Regions from separate parts of the Mus musculus genome. Here all the other regions are linked to region 2. The links are chromatin contacts, called in public HiCAR-type and promoter capture Hi-C maps. All regions are on one chromosome and are shown on one strand. Each heading gives the region's core, a stretch centred on a gene start, on an enhancer-like site or on the middle of the called end of the contact. The rest is flanking DNA. Distances are from core to core; before and after follow the strand shown. Region 1 has its middle 72 kb from the start of Gm40744. Region 2 holds the start of Mrpl42 (mitochondrial ribosomal protein L42). Region 3 overlaps Gm33377 (a long non-coding RNA gene).

The links. Promoter capture Hi-C pulls out the DNA fragments that hold promoters and counts their contacts. HiCAR-type assays count read pairs that join an accessible place to other places.
Region 1: a contact with region 2 is called in a HiCAR-type map of kidney, with 2.8 times the contacts expected there. The contact joins the enhancer-like site here to the promoter of Mrpl42 in region 2. A contact is called at or near these places in 6 of 39 promoter capture datasets (the C10 cell line, cranial neural crest, embryonic stem cells and 2 more), 8 of 115 datasets of contacts at active chromatin or transcription factors (the 230-238 cell line, astrocytes, effector CD8 T cells and 5 more) and 3 of 9 other capture datasets (adipose tissue, liver and macrophages).
Region 3: a contact with region 2 is called in a promoter capture Hi-C map of liver, with 2.6 times the contacts expected there. The contact joins the enhancer-like site here to the promoter of Mrpl42 in region 2. A contact is called at or near these places in 3 of 39 promoter capture datasets (cranial neural crest and liver), 9 of 115 datasets of contacts at active chromatin or transcription factors (acute myeloid leukemia, bone marrow-derived macrophages, embryonic basal ganglia and 6 more) and 2 of 9 other capture datasets (adipose tissue and pancreatic islet).

The regions. Positions count from the first base shown.
Region 1 is chr10:95,032,042-95,035,290 of GRCm38.p6, forward strand. No RefSeq gene overlaps it. Among named protein-coding and RNA genes, the nearest start is that of Gm40744, 72 kb to the left of the region's middle. Within about 2 kb of position 1,265, at least 26 of the 459 cell types and tissues checked have an H3K27ac peak or open chromatin away from gene starts, as enhancers often do. A contact at or near this core is called in kidney, where this site is marked.
Region 2 is chr10:95,499,692-95,503,306 of GRCm38.p6, forward strand. It overlaps Mrpl42 (mitochondrial ribosomal protein L42), which reads right to left and starts at 2,258. Exons shown (of 6, transcript NM_001359476.1): 1 at 2,215-2,258; 2 at 692-831. The coding sequence starts at 758.
Region 3 is chr10:95,834,928-95,838,424 of GRCm38.p6, forward strand. The region is part of intron 1 of Gm33377 (a long non-coding RNA gene); the gene reads left to right. All of the region lies in intron 1 of Gm33543 (predicted gene, 33543), which reads right to left. Among named protein-coding and RNA genes, the nearest start is that of Gm33543, 6.2 kb to the right of the region's middle. Within about 2 kb of position 1,749, at least 3 of the 459 cell types and tissues checked have an H3K27ac peak or open chromatin away from gene starts, as enhancers often do. A contact at or near this core is called in liver, where this site is marked.

The DNA of each region.
Region 1 (3,249 bases), core at 15-2,514, 470 kb before region 2:
TTACCAATCTACCAACTATTTTTTTTTTTTTACTAAAAAGCAAGTCACAAACAGCCCAAAGGCAAAGCATGTATCCTTAGAACCAACATCTTAGTGATAGAATTGAAGACATCAAGGCAAGAGAGGGCTGAGGGGATAGCTCATTTGATAATCCCTACAGCCTGTGAGGAGTCAGAGACAGGTAGCTTCCTGGGGTTCCAGCCTACTTGACAAGTTCCAGACCAATGAGAGAAAAATGGCTCACAGTGCCTGAGGAATAACCCTGAGGTTGACCCCTGCCCCCCCCCCCACATATACACACAAACTTATTTCTCCCCATGAAGACAAGAGAGATAAAAGATATTCTTGTAGCTGTTTTTAGAACAAATCTTCCATAATTCATTTTTTCAAGGTTGTTGGGAATATTAAGTGTAACAAGGAAGACAAAGGCTGTTTAATAGCCCCTTGAATACATGTGTGCGCGTGTATTGATGCACAGATAGGCAAGAGCATATACACTTACGATTTCAAAAACCCATTGTGACCTCAGAGGCACATAGGTGATCCAGAGTCCCTCCACACTTCATCTTTACCGACTAATCGTCCTCGTGGGAGTATTATGTCTGGTTTCATGCGTGGGGCTTTGGGCTTTGGAGATTACAGAGCTCCAGACTCAGCTCTACCACTGGGTAAGAGTTAGAGAATCCTTCCCAAAGTTTCTCTCCTCAGAGCCCTTCAAGATGCTCCCACGAGTATTCACGGTCTCTAAGGACTGTCGTGTTGCTTAATAATGAAAGTGAGATGGTGTAAGGGAGAGCCTTGGTACACACCTAAAAGCTTAGTGGTCTTATCAGTACACTGAACACCAGTAATAATTACCAATGTGGTTAGTCTTGTGCCATGCTCATGGACTGTCTGCGATGTGTTTCCTTTCTTTCTGCCCATGGGTGGCAATCCTTTTATTATCTCTCAACACTGCTCCTCCATCTGTGACCACAGTTCCAGTGTCTCAGGTGGCTTTGTCATCTGCCTGTGAAGCAGTATATAGTTCGGGGGATGCCCTGGGTCTAGTGATCAGACTGCTTGTACTCCCAAGCTGCAGTGCTCCCTAGCTGCAGTGCTCCTCAGTAGCAGTACTCCCCAGTGGCAGTAGTCCCCAATGGCAGTACTCCCCAGCAGCAGGGCTCCCCAGCAGCAGTGTTCCCGTCTCCTTCTTGCTCTGTGCTATTTTGAGGCTGCAAAGCATCCTGGCTTTCTGGATCAGACACTGATGTCAAGATGAATGAGTCTGTTTTTGAATGGTGGCTTTGGCTTGAGCTGTATGTCTGGCTTCCGCTGGCTTCTCCATCTCATGGTGCCAGACAAAGGTCCTCTCGAGTCATTTGTTGCTGGCTCCTGTGGTTGTTTCTTCATCTGGAGTAGAACGAGCAGGGAGCTTTTGGCAACCCACTTTTAGATTTATGGCGAGTTGTTCCTCGATTGCCAAGATTCCTCTATTCACCAGCCTCAGACTGTGTAGCCATTAAAGGGAGATTACTGACTCGTTGGAATTCAGGGCGATGGTTCAGGGATCTCATACCGAGTTGTTCAGGGTACTACAAGAACTACCCAGCCAAGACATCCAGCCACATTTTAGCTCACTAAGCCATCTGCCCTTCTCAGAGAAATGTGTTACTTTGTGACTAACTCACAGAGAATCAGAGGGTACACAGCACTGCACTGGCAGGGTGTACCGAAGGGTTTCTCTGCACCAGCTTTAATCCTAAATTAATCTTAAATCTCAAATAATAAATAGCTTGGTTCAGAGCCATCAAGACCCTTTTTCTCCTTCCTACCTCACTGCCAATTCATCCCCACGAGGCCCGAGGAACACTTGATGACCCACACCTGCAGCACAATGCATCTGCTTCCATTTCCAGTGACCATATTTATGCTTAGGATTTGTGTCTGTTCAAAAAACAAAACAAAACAAAAAAACAAAAAACAAAACAAAACCCAAGCCTAGGACTGGAGAGACCACTCAGTGGCTAAGAGCACTTCCTGCTCTTGCAGAGGATCTAGGTTTGGTTCTCAGCACCCACACGGTGACTCACAATCACCTGTAACTCCAGTCCAGGGGATTCAGTGTCCTCTTCTAACATTTATGGGCACCAGGAATGCATACAGCACATGTATATGTGCACACAGGTAAAACACTCCTACACATAAAATAAAAATAAATGAATCTTACTTTAAAAGCATTTTTAAGACAGGGTTTCTCTGTGTCGTCCTAGCTGTCCTGAACTCTCTCTCCCTCTCCCTCTCTGTCTTCCACTCTTTCTCTCCCTCCTCCCCTCCTCTCTAGACGAGGGTGTCTTCAAACTCATAGAAATCCACCTGCCTCTGCCTCTTGAGTGCTGGAATTAAAGGCGTGTGCTACCACCTCCCAGGATGAATCTATAAAAGAATGAAACGAAATAAAACCCCAAGCCATTGAATTTTCCAAGACCCATATCAGAAGTTGTAAGTTTTGTCAGGGGTCAAGATGCCCTTCAGAGAGACAGCCTCCTCCCCATAAGACTCCTTGTTCTGGTCTTCTAGAAAGTTGGCTTTCTGTAGACGTTGGCTTCCCCTGTGGGATTTTAAAATTTTATTCATTTACTCACCCCATGTTCATTATCGTCCAGCCTGGCACTGGGCAACCTCAATTCGATGTGGGCAGCACTTCTTTCTGTTGACTAGCTCTAGATATAATTATTAACCTTTTCTTCGCTTCAGTTCCTTTATCTGCAAAATGGTAAGACACAACCATCCCTGTCTCAGAGAGCTGGGATGGTTCAGTGAATTAATCTGTGTAACTTGTAGGTCTAATACTAGTTCACCAGTCGCTAGCTCTTCTCCAGTGACCTGATGTCAAGAGCATTAAGCCTGGTTTTGAATGGTAGCTTTGGCTTGAATGGAGTATTTGGGTTTAGCTGATTTCCACGTCTCAGTGACATGAGATGCAGGGCCTGTCAGTCACGTTGCTGGCTCCCACTGTTGTTTCTCCATCCAGACTAGAACTAGCTAGGAGGTTTGGCAACTCATTATTTGATTTATGGTGAGTGACATAAATAGAGTTGGCACTGGGAAATCACTAAGAGGATATGGTTTGCACCAGACCTACTGGGAGATGACCATTGAGCAGGGACCAGGAGACAGGTACCTTTATCACTGTCTCATGGACATTATAGAAAAGAATCTGAAACTCCAAGGAGCATAAGAAAGTCTGTCACTAGCCACCAAAGACTT
Region 2 (3,615 bases), core at 1,008-3,507:
ACATGCTGTTTACTTATGAGCCAAGAGGCTGACTATGAAGCACAGATTAATAGACTTTCAGGAAAAATGATCTTTAGAAAGGAGGCACATTTATTTGTTTAATGGCCATATCCACAAGGGGAAAAAACCTACAATATTAACAGTGATGATCCTTGGAAGATGGGGCTGTGGGCTTCCTTTTTATTTCTAAATTTTATGAACTACTAAAAAAAAAAACAAATTAAGAGGTGTAAACTGTAGTGAGTCTAAATGTTCTACAGGAAGGGGAAGCTACTCTACCAGTTCACCTGAATCCATTTTGGATCGTAATGATAGCCAATGACTAGCCTAGATCTTTCACTCAGCATTTATGCACATCTATATACACAAAGGCACACTCATACAAACACACACACACATCATCATCACCACCACCATCATCATCTTTTAAGCCCACAACAGGATCATTCTGATAAATCAGATTTTCTTCTTTCTCTACTTAGTGATCTTTCCACAATGATAACAGCTTTATAATATTCATAGTTACAATGTAACATAACTTATTAATCCCTTCTTTGACTGGCATTTAAATTTTGTCCCCTTTTTATGACTGCAAATAGGAGGCATAGAGAATAACCAAATGCTTTAAATATTCTATATTTGAAAAACCACAAAACATTTTTAAGCATTTAAAAAAAAAAATCTCACTTACTTTGGATTGGAAGTAAATGCTTCCAGATAGTTCTGTTTGATATCGCCCATTTTACTGCCGCAGCCATGATCCTTAGCAAGTGATTTGAAAAAACGATATTGTGAAGTGAAAGCTGTTGCTAGGCACACAGATTTTCGTTCCTGTTTAAGAGAGAAAGAAAATCGGCTACAAAGGTAAAGTTAAACACTAACATCAAGGTAGGAACCATTAGCTAGTGCTCATCATTTGAAAACAAGGCTTTTAAACCTGGCCGTTCCAGTTTAACAACAGGACAAAGTCACTGAGATCAAAATATGAGAAACAGAGCAACTATTCCGCTATCATTTCTCTTAAGTGCAACTTTCTCAGGACTCTGCACAGTCGGCTTCACTTACTGAGTGCTTAGCAGAATACGTAATTAGAAAGTCACTCACACATAATACACGCTGCAAACTCTTCCTCAAATGCTAGTGAGTCTACATTCTAGCTCCCAAGTCCCACCCATAGGATCCTATCACTTACAGTAATGCTGTTTCTGATGAAACTAAATATTCAACATGAAAAACTTAAGAGGAACCCATCGATGTCACTATCTCATCTCCTGTCACATAACATTTAAAGATGCAGCAAGCATATTTATTTCGAATCATGAAAATTTAAAAGGACTTGCTTCCAAAGACTTTAGTGTTGCTCACTTACAAACTGGAAGATTTGAGGCAAGTCATTAACTAAACGACCTTCCAATTCTTCAGTGGTAAACTTCAAGAAGCAACCACAAATTTCATGAGATGGTGTAAATAAACGGTAATTACTGTGCCCCTATTCTCTATTGGTCTCAGTGACCCTCTATAGGCAGGAAAGGGATTAGGATAGGGCTCTCTTTATTTGCACGCAGATGCCAGACATCCTAAGAGCGCCGCGAATGGCAAACCCTGAGTTCATTCAGCTAGTTATTTATGCCTTGCAACCCACTTTCTTAATATTCTGTGCTCTTTCAGTTTATTGGGAACGAAGGCTGAGAAAAGTCAAATGCTTTATTTTGGTAGTTCACTGTCTAACTGGTGGCATGCACGGAAAGAAAACCCACGTCTTCTGATTACAAGTCCAAAATCAAAACGTTTGTGGGGACCTTCCTCTGCTCCATGCTAGCATACCCAGGGGAGGGTCAAACTATTGCTCCAAAGAGAGACTTTCCAGGATGAGCCCCTTGGCACGGAATTCAGTTCCAAACCAAACACCCCGGTGGGGCTGAAGTTCGAGCAACAGTAATACAGGGACTACCACCCAGGAGCCGGTTCAAAGACTTGAATCAGGAGGAGTCTAAGGAGTCGCAAGGTCAACTTGGTGCAGGCTGACGCCCGCATGCACGCCGAGGTGTGCTACAGGAAGGGCGCAACCACACGCCGGCCCTTCTGCAAGATGGAGCCTGGGGACACCGGCAGCCTCGTCCTGCCTCCAACGACAGACATTAAAGCCCTCAATGCCTACGGACAAGCCTTCCGGGCCTGTAAGGAGAGGGCAGCGGTACCTCCACGGCTACTCACCGCGCGCTCGCCATCTTGCTTCAATCTGGGTCCTAAAGGCGCCGTCCAGCGCGCGCTATACGCGCGCGAGGCACTCTGGGAGTTGTAGTCTCTGCCAGGAAAGTAGCCCTAGTTGCAGAAAGAAGGCGGGGCGGGCAGCTGTGGCCAGGCTGCATTTGTTGTGGCCCCTTGGACTCAGGATTCCCAAAGGTGCCCAGACAACAAAATCGCTACCCTCCCGATTTTAGTAGCAGGAACTATTTAAAATAACATCAAAACCAATGTTATACTATTATTCAGAGAATATTAACATTCTCTAAAATTTATGAGCCTATTGGCACCAAATTCAGCTCCAAACCAAATGGATGAATGTGTTTTTCATAATGGATCAATTAAGTTTTCTCAGAGAAGACAAAATGCCAGAGAATTCAAATGAGGGGCCCAGGACTGATATATTTGAAATGAAACCTAGAGAAGCTTTCTCAACCAATGGATCTGATAGATGTAGGAGCTGAAAGGAGAACGTTCCGGGTGTGGCTTTGTCGACTGACTAGGTTAGTCAACAACCTACAGGAGAGGAAAGACTGATAGAGCAGGTTAGAAGTTGTCTGGTAAGGGTGGGAATGGATTCCATTCAGGAGCTGTTGATTTGGGGATTCGCCTGAGACACGCAAGCGGCGATATAATGAAGGTAGAGAGATTTGTTTAGAGAGTAAAGGTTGGGCTAGATAGGAGTATAAAGCCATAGGATTGAGGGCTGGGTATGGAGCTTGGTGCTAGAGCATGCCTGAGACCCTGGGTTTGATGTCTGGCACCACAAAAACATGAATAAAGCTATGAGAATAATGAGTTGGTCAACACATTGACCTCGCTACTCCGGAGACTCCTCCTGCAAGTCTTTAAATGGCTCATGGTTGGTAATCCCTGTGTTCCTGTTCCTCAAACTTCAGACCCACCCACCGGGGTGTTTGATTTGGAACTGAATTCAGTGCCAAGGGGCTCACTCATCCTGGAACGTCTGACCCTCCCCTGGGTATGCTAGCATCGAGCGGAGGAATGTCTTATTGAGATGTAGCTAAAATGGAAGAGGGCTCCAAACAGGGCCAAGGAAATCTAACATATATCACCTAAGAGGCCACCTAGCATGGGAATATCTGAAAAGAGACAGTCCAACAAATAATTGTTAGTATTCCTTCTAGACTCCGCCCAATAGGTAGACCTGTCTTGCTATAAAAGTGGCTCTTTGGCCCCCTGCCCCCTGTTCTCTCCCCCTCCTCTTCTCTGTCTCTGTCTGTACCCCCTTCTCAACTCCCCTTCTCATGCCTCCAAATTATTCTATGCTACACCTGTGCTATGGCTGGTACCTGGAGGGTGGGGTTGGGGACGCCTCATCATGAGCCCACCAAGGCAACCCTTCCAACC
Region 3 (3,497 bases), core at 499-2,998, 330 kb after region 2:
ATCACTGGCCAGCAGCAGAATTCTGATTCAGTGATACATCCTGTCTCAGAGGAACAAGATAGACAATAGGAGTGCGGGATACCCTGTACTTTTTCTGGCTCCCAGACAGAAGATGCATACTCCCACACCCATACACACACAAAGGAATTGTTGCTTACTTGGATATATAAAATAATGATATTAATGTAATACTAATTTGAAATATCATTACTGAGTTTCACCATAAACCTGAATAAAAGGAGAAAAAAAATCCTTGCCCCAGAGGTTTAAATTGAAGTCCCTATGAGTTAGTTGACTGTCAAGTTGACATTTATTTTAAGCTATTCTAGTGAAAACAGAAAGGTGAATAAACGGGGATCCATCCCATAATCAGCTTCCAAAAGCTGACACCATTGCACACACTAGCAAGATTTTGCTGAAAGGACCCAGATATAGCTCTCTCTTGTGAGACTATGCCGGGGTCTAGCAAACACAGAAGTGGATGCTCACAGTCAGCTATTGGATGGATCACAGGGCCCCCAGTGGAGGAGCTAGAGAAAGTACCCAAGGAGCTAAAGGGATCTGCAACCCTACAGGTGGAACAACATTATGAACTAACCAGTACCCCGGAGCTCTTGACTCTAGCTGCATATGTATCAAAAGATGGCCTAGTTGGCCATCACTGGAAAGAGAGGCCCATTGGGCTTACAAACTTTATATGCCCCAGTACAGGGGAATGCCAGGGCCAAAAAGTGGGAGTGGGTGAGTAGGGAAGTGGGGGGGTTATGGGGGCCTTTTGGGATAGCATTGGAAATGTAAATGAGGAAAATACCTAATAAAATACATATATATATATATAAAGAAAGGTGAATAAAATAACAGAAACTAAATGGAGAAGGAACTAGGGAAAATGTTGACAACACGCGAGATTTGGGCCCCTGGCAGCTGAGAGTATTCTTCTTACATGTGCGTCTGTTTGATAATTTGCATTATAAAAACATAAAGCTACAACGAAGTATCAAGTAGGTATAGTGGTACCTTTTTTTCTGATTATTAGAGATACATTCTTGGAAGTGAAATTGCAAGATCAAATATTACACATGTTTTGAGAACTTGTTCTATTTGAATAAATAAACTTTAAACCAGAGTTATTTATTTTTAGTAATATGGAATTCATGTTAAAGTTCTAACATAGTGAGCAAAAAAAAAAAAAAAGATTTTTGTTTTGTTATTTGCCCAAGGATAACTGTTTCTTTGGATAACTGTCCCTATTCCTACAGAATATTAGTTGTGTCATTTCCAGCCTGTTGGATACCCAACAGGGAAATGTGTGAGGAGCAGTCTTTGCTTAATAATACTTCTGCTCATGTTTGGAAAAAGAACTGCAGTTGGCTTTCTGGGTTTTACTTTTGAAATGAAGAGAAGTTAAGGTTTATGTCTTTGGCCATGTGGTGAGACAGAGAGATGTCATTCCACAGTATAGGAATGACTGAAGCATGGTGCTCTGAGGATGGGAGTTGGGGGCAGAGCCAGTGGTGTTTAAGCCCATGGAGAAGTAAAATGGTGAAAAGAATCAAGGCTGAAAAGGACGAGGGGACAGATGTAGCTCTCTCTGAAAGGCCTCAGCAACAGGAGATGGCAGAGCTTTAAAACAAAAGTAACAGGTGGGCAGGCACATTGGCTCAGTGACTTTTCCACATTGTGGACAAGCCAAAACATCTGGGTTTAAGCCTCATGCCCTACGTGGTAGAAGGAGAGATCGTGTTGCAAGTTGTCCTCTGACCTCCACATGGGTGTCACTGGGCATTTGTATGTGTGTGGCACGCCCACAGGGTAAGCGGATAAATGTACAAACATTTTAAGAAAGAAATTAAAAACAAGAGGGGGAGAGAAAGAAAAGCTTTATACCATGTGTTAATGATTTGCCAGTCTTAGTCAACAGAAGAATTTGGTAGGCTACAGGAGGCAAATTTCTCAGCAACGTCCCTGCCTCTCCTTCCAACCACCACTCTGCCCCTGACATTTAGCTGGGGCTCCTCCTCTACCTAAGATAGAAATAGAGAAGTATCACGGGGGATTGTTCAGGTTCTGGCATGGGGGACGATGTATGCTCAAGTCTACATGATTTGCTAGGGGCTGTGAGTAAGATGAACAGTGGGGAAAGGACATGTGTATTGAGAAATAGTTTTGCCACAAAGTTTAAGTGCAAAGGTCCGTGAGTGTATTCTGTGACAAATGTGATTTCAAAAGGTGTTTTTTTTTTAAAGGTGATAAAAACAGGACAAATGTCCAAAAAGTCACATTTTGTCTTGGTCAATGTCGTCATCTGAATGTGCTTACTCACTGCTCTAGATCATTCTTTTTAATTTTCCAAGTATATACACCAAGTGTATATAGCATGGTTTAGAGTTAGATGCTATGAGGACATGAAGAGACAGACATATCCCACTGATCTGGGAGAATGGAGACCAAAAATGCATGAAATGTAGCATCTGGAGAGTTCAGTAGAAACGGCAGGAGTGAAAAATGAACTCAGGTCAGTTTGCAGAGCATGTGATTGAAGGAGGATCGCACCAGATCTTAAGAGACATCTGCACAGTGCTTCATTTCTTATAGAGTACCCTGCATTGAGGACAAGCATGGGGTCCGCCCGGCTCTGCTTGGGTAGATTCAGAGTGCTTTGTGAAGCTGAGAGCCTCATATGGCTGCACAGTGTTCATCAGTCTGTTCTCAGTTGTAATACAGTAAAATGAGCCTCTGATTAGCTTCTGGACATCAGTGCTAATTCTGAGCATCCAGGACCCATGACGCCTATCAATATTTGGAGACATGATAGATTCCTCCCGTACTCCAAACAGTTAACTACCTTCAACCATAAATCTTCTAATACTCTCCTATGGTTGCTCAGAAAATCTGTAAAGTTTCTCTTGACCTCACTCTCTTCATTTACATATGCTATCTTTATACTTCTTCTATTAGGGAGCACCCTGTGGGCAGTAGATGGGGTTAATGTCTACAAACTACAGAGGGACTATGATGGGATGTTTCCTTAGGGATGTTTAGAGTGATACCTCGTTTTTATAGACAGCGATTCTGGGACTCCCTGAAAATTAGCTCCATTTTGTTTTAAGTCAGACTTCTATTCAAATGATATCCAGTCTGATCTTTGACTAAAATATAGTTTATAGGCTACTTGTGTCTAAATTAAGTAAGATTATTAGAAATAAAGAAATAAAAGGTGTTGTGCACCTGTAATTTCACTACTTGGGAGGTGGAGGAAGAAGAGTCAGGAGACTGAGACTACACAAGACCCATCTGAAGAGAAGAAATGAGGAAGAGAGGAAGGGGGGGTGCTATTGAATCAGAGTATCTGGGTATGGAGTATGATAATCTACCTTTTAATGAAATGCTATAATGCTTCTTACACAAGTTGGCATTTCAGAACTATCTATTTGATGGTTATTAATATAGACTTTTCCAGTTTCCAGCTGTGTGGCACAGCAGCAATTTATTTAACA